2 separate regions of the Mus musculus genome follow, and region 2 is linked to region 1. A link is a contact called in public Hi-C data. All regions are on one chromosome and are shown on one strand. Each heading gives the region's core, a stretch centred on a gene start, on an enhancer-like site or on the middle of the called end of the contact. The rest is flanking DNA. Distances are from core to core; before and after follow the strand shown.

The links. Hi-C and Micro-C count contacts between places; a contact is called where the count stands out from the background.
Region 2: a Hi-C map of uterus shows a contact between it and region 1, with 2.5 times the contacts expected there. The contact joins the enhancer-like site here to the promoter of Scara5 in region 1. A contact is called at or near these places in 2 of 39 promoter capture datasets (embryonic stem cells and epiblast stem cells), 7 of 484 Hi-C or Micro-C datasets (embryonic fibroblasts, liver, neural progenitor cells and 1 more), 2 of 115 datasets of contacts at active chromatin or transcription factors (embryonic fibroblasts and embryonic stem cells) and 3 of 9 other capture datasets (adipose tissue, liver and pancreatic islet).

What each region holds. Positions count from the first base shown.
Region 1 is chr14:65,664,509-65,667,869 of GRCm38.p6, reverse strand. Scara5 (scavenger receptor class A, member 5) reads right to left here and starts at 1,467. Exons shown (of 9, transcript NM_028903.2): 1 at 1,124-1,467.
Region 2 is chr14:65,702,902-65,706,262 of GRCm38.p6, reverse strand. All of the region lies in intron 3 of Scara5 (scavenger receptor class A, member 5), which reads right to left. Among named protein-coding and RNA genes, the nearest start is that of Scara5, 38 kb to the right of the region's middle. Within about 2 kb of position 1,757, at least 19 of the 459 cell types and tissues checked have an H3K27ac peak or open chromatin away from gene starts, as enhancers often do. A contact at or near this core is called in adipose tissue and uterus, where this site is marked.

The sequences.
Region 1 (3,361 bases), core at 218-2,717:
GACACCCTCGAACCCTCTGCACAGGTGCCGGAGGGAGGGAGCTCACGGCACAAGGGCTCCTTTTATTATCTCTCAGTTTGGGAAGGTGTTCTACTTTGCTGACCTGTGATGTGAAGTCCACTCTGCGGAACACCTCCCTGGGAAGGGGGAAGCGAAGAGGACACAGTGAGCATCATGTGAGCTGATACAGGAGCGAGGACCTTTCAAAGCCATGCAAGACAGGGGACAGTCAAAGACTGTAAAATTCTTTCTTCCTCAGCAGATGGGGATCTCAGAGTCCTGAGGACTCCCCATTGCTCAAAAAGTCCCAGAAATGAAGTTGTGTGGGGGTTCCCTTCACAAAAAAGCAACCTCAAAAGTGGCTTAAGACTGAGGTTTGAACCCTGGTTCTGGAAGTTTCTCTGGGAGCACCAAAAGGGCTAAACTCCTGCTGAGGCAGGGAGCTAGATCAGGGGCCTCACTTGCGACTCTGAATCTTTTTCCGTGGACTCTGGTCTCTCACTTGGCAGGGCTTACAGCTTCTCTTTGGACTGCCTGGGTTCTAAAACTCATTTAAACCAAATAAAGTCACTGCAAATTTGGCCCCCAAGAAAAAGTTACTAGATAGGTCTTAAACCTGTTATTTTTCTAACTGGATTCATCAGTTCACCGGGTCCCAACTCACAGTTAGAGAGGCCCAGATGCTTCACTAATAACCTCCTGCTTCATTTGTCCCACCCTGGTGTGTTTACACACATACACATGCCCACGCACAATGCATGCACATGCACCCATGCATGCACCCACACATGCGCCCATGCGCACTGCATACTGTGCACATGCATTTACTCCCTGAATAGGCTCTGGAGCTGTGACATAAGACAGCCAGAGATGCCACTGAAGCCATAGCATCCCTCTGGCATCTGGATGCGGGCTCACACACTACAGCTCTAGTAACTGAGTCCTGGGGCCCCTGTGTGTCTACAGGCTCAGATCCCTCGTACCCTCCCACCTGGAGGCCTGCAACTCCAGGTCCTCTGTCAGCAGGACTTCCCAACTCTCAGCTTCACCAGCACACCGCTTCCTCCATCTGCCCTTGGGACACCATTACCCCAAGCTTCTAGGTCAAAATGTCAAAACTCACCTGTATGCCCCGTGCTGAGGCTGGGCCCTGTCCCTTCAGTTCCCAGCGATTGCCATGGTAGCCAGAGAGCTGACTGCTGCCCCACGAAGACCCAGAAAGTCCCTTGAAGCTTGTACCCACAGCCAGCCAAATCCAGATGGAGTCATATAGAAAGAGTCTTCAGGGTCACCTAGTGATTTAGGCCAGGGCCACAGAGTCACTTCTATGGGAGGATCCGTTCAACAAAGTGGCTGAATAACAGGTCTGCACGTGGGACTCCTTGTCTTGGTGCAGCGTCGGTCAGCCTCAGAAAGCGATCCGGAGATATTCTGTGGAGTCACCCACAGCTCTGCTAGGTACTGACTGGGTGGGAGGTGCTCCAACCTCCAGTCTTTATTTAAAAAAAAAAAAAAGTTCTAAAAGCAACTTCTAGAGGGAGTTTGGACTACGCCTGCCCCCTTGTGGCCATCCTCAGACTTACAACTCTCTGCACAGCATTCCAGCCCTTGGCTTTGGGACTCAGTGATTGTGTTAAAGGCCTTGCTCAAAATACTTTTTGGACAGCTTCTGAGAAAATGGCGGCTAGACCTGGTTTGTGACACACCCAAGGAAGCAAGTCTTGTAAAATTTATTGTAGCACGGAACTGGCGTTTCTCAATTCATTCAGCAAATTTGGCATTTCCTGAAGTTACATCCACTCCCAAAGGACTTGGACAATTCACACACTGGTGCTATTTAGAATAAAGTCTGGGGTGGGGGTGGTGGGCTCTGAAAGAACTTCCGAAGTCAAGATCAACACAATTCAGTAACAATGCCAGTGTCTGTGGAGCACAAAGACTGCATGAGGCACGAGAGAACGGGCCTGGGAGAAGCCCTCTGGTTGGAAGTCTGACTGGACCTCAAAGGACTGGAAACCTCAACACAAACAATTACCTTGTTTTTTTTTTTTTTAAAAAGGAGATACACTAGGGTGGGCGATAGTGGAATCCACAGGACCCTGACCTCTCAAGCAGGACCCGAGCTCGATCCCCAGCCCCCACATAAAAAAAGATGGCGTGGTGGCACACACTGTGACTCCAGTGCTGGGGAGCTGTGGACAGGACGATTGCTGGGCTCACTGGCTGGAAAGCTAGCTTGTTTGGTGAGTTCCAGACCAGCAAGGGAACTCTGTATTAAAAACCCTCAATATAGAACGACATCAGAATTTGACTTCAGTCCCCTCCCCCCATACACTTGTACACATGTACACACATACAGATACACACAATAAAATTAAACACAAATTGGAAGGATTAAAAAGAGATTCAAGCAGGTGTTAAAGAAGCAATGAATTCAGATGAGAACAGTGGGAAGAGAAAGACTATCAGAGAGACATACCCTCCCTCCCTCCCTCCCCCAAGAACCCAGTGTGAGCCACAACTAGATAGATCAGATGATGGGTCTGGACCGAAGTGTGCAGAAGCTAGCATTCATAAATAAGTTCCTGTTTGTTGGCTAAACACAAGAACAGGGTTTCAAGGTCAGATTTCTAACAGGAGAGTCTGCCAAACTCAACTCTGCCCACCCCACAGTACAGCTGCCAACCCTCAGCTGACTACTTAGAAGAGCTTTAGTCATCTTCAGGGACCACCCTCCTAACTGTGCCCAGAGGCAGCTTCTGCAGGACACTGCTTTACAGGAAGAAAAAAGCAGTCTTGTATAAGGAGGAGTAAGAGGAAGAGAAGGAGGAAGAGAAGAAAGGGGCACTTTATGATATTATTTACTATACATGCAGATAATGCATGCACTACTTCAAATATTTTTCGAATACCTATATACTTGTTTCTTGATATCCTCCTGAGGTTGGTTTCAGGACCCTTTCATGGACGCCAAAACCTCAGGCATTTAGATGCTCAGCATAAAACATCAAGGTGTTTGCATCTTTATGGCCCTGCACAGCGTCCAGTCTACTCTAAACCATCTCCAGGTTATGTAGTCTACCCAACACAATGTAAATGTTATTGTGAACAGCTATCATACTGTAGAATTTTGAGAACTAGGGTAAGGATACATTTTATTATTCAGTACAAACCCCGATTACTTAAAAAAATAGTTTTGATCTATAGTCAGCTTCGCTCTGCAGATTTGGATACTGTTAATTCAGGGAGGGACGTTGTGCACATCTTAACAGTCATGTGAAGTAGGTGTAGCTCCTGAAACCATTTACACAGAGATCAAGTGATCCATCTTGGATCCCTCCAGCCTGTGAACAGCAGAGCT
Region 2 (3,361 bases), core at 508-3,007, 38 kb before region 1:
ACCCCTGCAAAAAAAAAAAATTCAAAAGAGCAGAGATGCATAGTGGGGGGTGTGGTGGGAGTCATCCGTCGCTCATCTGCAGTTTGTGAAGACCTGGATAGTCATGAATGGGCAATTAAGAAAAATTAAATCCTAACACACTAAGTAGAGGGACTCTGCTAAAGCCCTCAATATGAGAACCCTGAAGGCTCTTACATAATACCATGGAAAGGCACGAGCGGCGCTAGTAAGCAAATGCACACGAGCACAGGATGAAACAGAAGCTGTTGCTCTTGAAAGTCACCGATCCAAAGCACAGGATGCTGAGTGGGTTCTCACGGACCCAGGTGGTGCTGATATGTTTGAGCTGTAGAGGGAATTTGACCTAATCACCTACTGACCAAAGCTCAACTGTTGAAGTCCCAGAGCCCAGCACTGTAGACCTCATATTCAGAGAAAGCCTTGAGGGAAGTGAAAAAGGTTAAGGGGGAGTGAAAGAGTTTCCTAATCCACACACATGTGCCTACACACATGCAAAGATGCATACACATAGCATACATGCCACACACCATACATACCATATCCCCCTCTCTTATCTTACACATATACATCACACATACCACACACACAAACACATACCATATATACCACACATACCACAAATACCATACCCCATCACATACACACACTACATACATATCACACCATACACACATATCACACCACACATTCACACCACACACCATACACACAAACACACACACACACACATATACACCACACACACCACATATCCCATGTCCCCCATCATATACACACCACACACATTCCACACACCACATGCACACATACTACACCATGCATGACACACACGTGAACAGTGGGGGAAATGGATAGCAGAAACTCTAGCAGACTAGTTTACACTCTCATTGACATCAGTATTTGTTAGAACTCAGAAGCAACCTCACATGCCAGCCTACATTTGATGGGCCTTGAATACTTTCAGAAAAATCACAAACAGGACAGATTCCCACCTGCAGGAGGTACCCCATGTAGTCACAAGAAGTAGATGGAAAGGTCAGGGACTAGCAGGAGTGAGATGGGGTGAATGCTTGATGAACACAGTTCCCCCTTGAATTGCTGAAAAGGGTTCTGGAGCTACAGCTGGTGGCTTGGTCACACAGCAATATGGTTACACGCAATGTCATTAAACCATGCACTTAAATAATTGGGTGTGGTGACACATGCCTTTGATCCCAGAACTTATGAGGCAGAGGCAGGCAGATCTGTGAGTTCAAGACCAGCCTCATTTACATAATGAGTTCCAGGCCAAGCAGACCAACACAGAGAGACCCTGTTTCAGCAAAAAAAAGAAAGAAAGGGGGGGGGGGTAAGAAAGAAAAGAAGAAGAAAGAGAGAGAGAGAGAAAGAAAGAAAGAACGAACGAACGAAAGAAAGAGGGAGGGAGGGAGGGAAGGAAGAAAGAGAAAGAAAGAGAGAGGGAAAGAAAGGAAAGAAAAAGGAAAGAAAGAAGAAAGGAAAGGAAAGAAATCTGCACACTTAAAATGGTTATGAGGGTAGATTTTCTGCCACGCATTTTCCCACAATGAAATGATTCCAAAGGGTAATTTAAGAGGGGTGTTGAGTAGGGTGGAGGGTGGGAAGATGGACTGAGTTTCAGTCTGGTTCTTGAGATTCAACCCCAGGGATGATGGAGGCAACTTGAGGGAGAGTCTGGCTAGAGTCAGGCAAGTTCTCCAGGCAAGCGATTACTCAGTGTCCGCCCGGTCCCACCCAAGTCCACATGATGGATGGGCCAGCTGGGAGGGACCCCATGAAGGCCCAGCTCAGCTTTCACAATTGAAATTTGGGGACCTGGCTCTGAGCCCATCAGCTAGAGTCTTCATTCTTCATCTCCTCTTATCCTTTCTTCCATCAAATAAAGAGGTAGTGGGTCTGGGTTGGGCTTGTTCTACGAGCTTGTCCAAAGGCTAGGCTAGCCCCTCTGCCCAGTAAGTACCACAAGCTTGGGCTTTGTGTAGTTGGGGACTTCCTCAAAACTACCCCTTCCCATGGGCTTTGGTGTGTGTGGAGGTAACATTTCCAAGCCCCTCTCCTAGGAAGAAAAACAAACAGCTGAGAGCAGGCATCTCCAGCTGCTGCACACGCACCAAAGCCAAGAGGGGGAAAAAGTTATCCCAGCCCCAGATGTCTAGTTAAATGGGAAGCAACAGGCAATGGGAGGGAATGGGAACATTTCCATAAAGCCGTTTTATCAAGGAAATTTGAAAGGCCATCCCTGAGAGCTTGTGTGTTTTGCTTCGCAGCTTCACTGTGGTACTGTGATACCTCTGCACATCTGTGTATGAGCAAGTGCCATAAAACAGACCTCATAAAAACCTACATGCCCAGCTGTATGCACAGGGCCCAAATGAAGGGAACAGAGAATTGGCTTGGTGCTTGCTTCTATGCGGGAAAATCACCCCCATGTCAATCACTTCTGGCTGAGTCATCCCCACCCCAAGTCCCATACTTATTAAGAATCCAGTAAGACCTGAGGTCTGGCTTGATATAATCACGTGTGGGCAGAGCTCTGCCTGGCCCAGGTTTTTAGGTTCAATTGGTCTACATTGCTTTTGTGGAGGCCAGGAATAAATCATGACTGGACAACGGGAGCTTGTAGGACAGGCTTTGAGCTAGGAACAGGGTGAACCCCAGCCCCTTTCCCAACCGCTAGAGCCATTTAAATCGGTTGAACCCTTGTGCACCTAATTTTGTTATTGTTGGTGGTGATGTGTGTGTATATGTGTGTGATAGGCAGGTATGTATGGTTGTATGTGCCTGTAAAGGCTAGAAGTCATGTCAAGTGTCTCCCTGTATTATTTTCCACCTCAGTTTTTGAGACAGGGTCTCTGGCTGAACTTGGAGCTCACTTAATGGCTGTATGTCAGTGAACCTTCCACATCCTCCTGTCCCTCTGTCCTCATCACAGGGGTTACAAGGACATCCTGTCACATCTAGGCTTTCATGTGGGTGCTGAGGAGCTGAACTTGGGTCCTCACATTTGTATGGCAGGCACTTCACCCTGAACCAACTCTTATGTCCATTTCCCTGGATGGATTATCATCTTCTGTGGAAACTATGGCCCTCACTGGGCTTCCAACTTCTCACCTGTGAATGGAGATGACACTATAGCACACTAGGGGGGTCAGTTGACATGTCAGATGTGAGCTGAAACCACTACTGCAATGTAACAGTAGAGCTCTCATATATAAGAAGGCCATGGTACCTGGGGTAGTACAAATTAAACAGGTTGGAAAGCCACCATTTTGCTGCTGGATGACATTTCAGAGGAAGGACAGATAAGTACAGAGGACCTTCA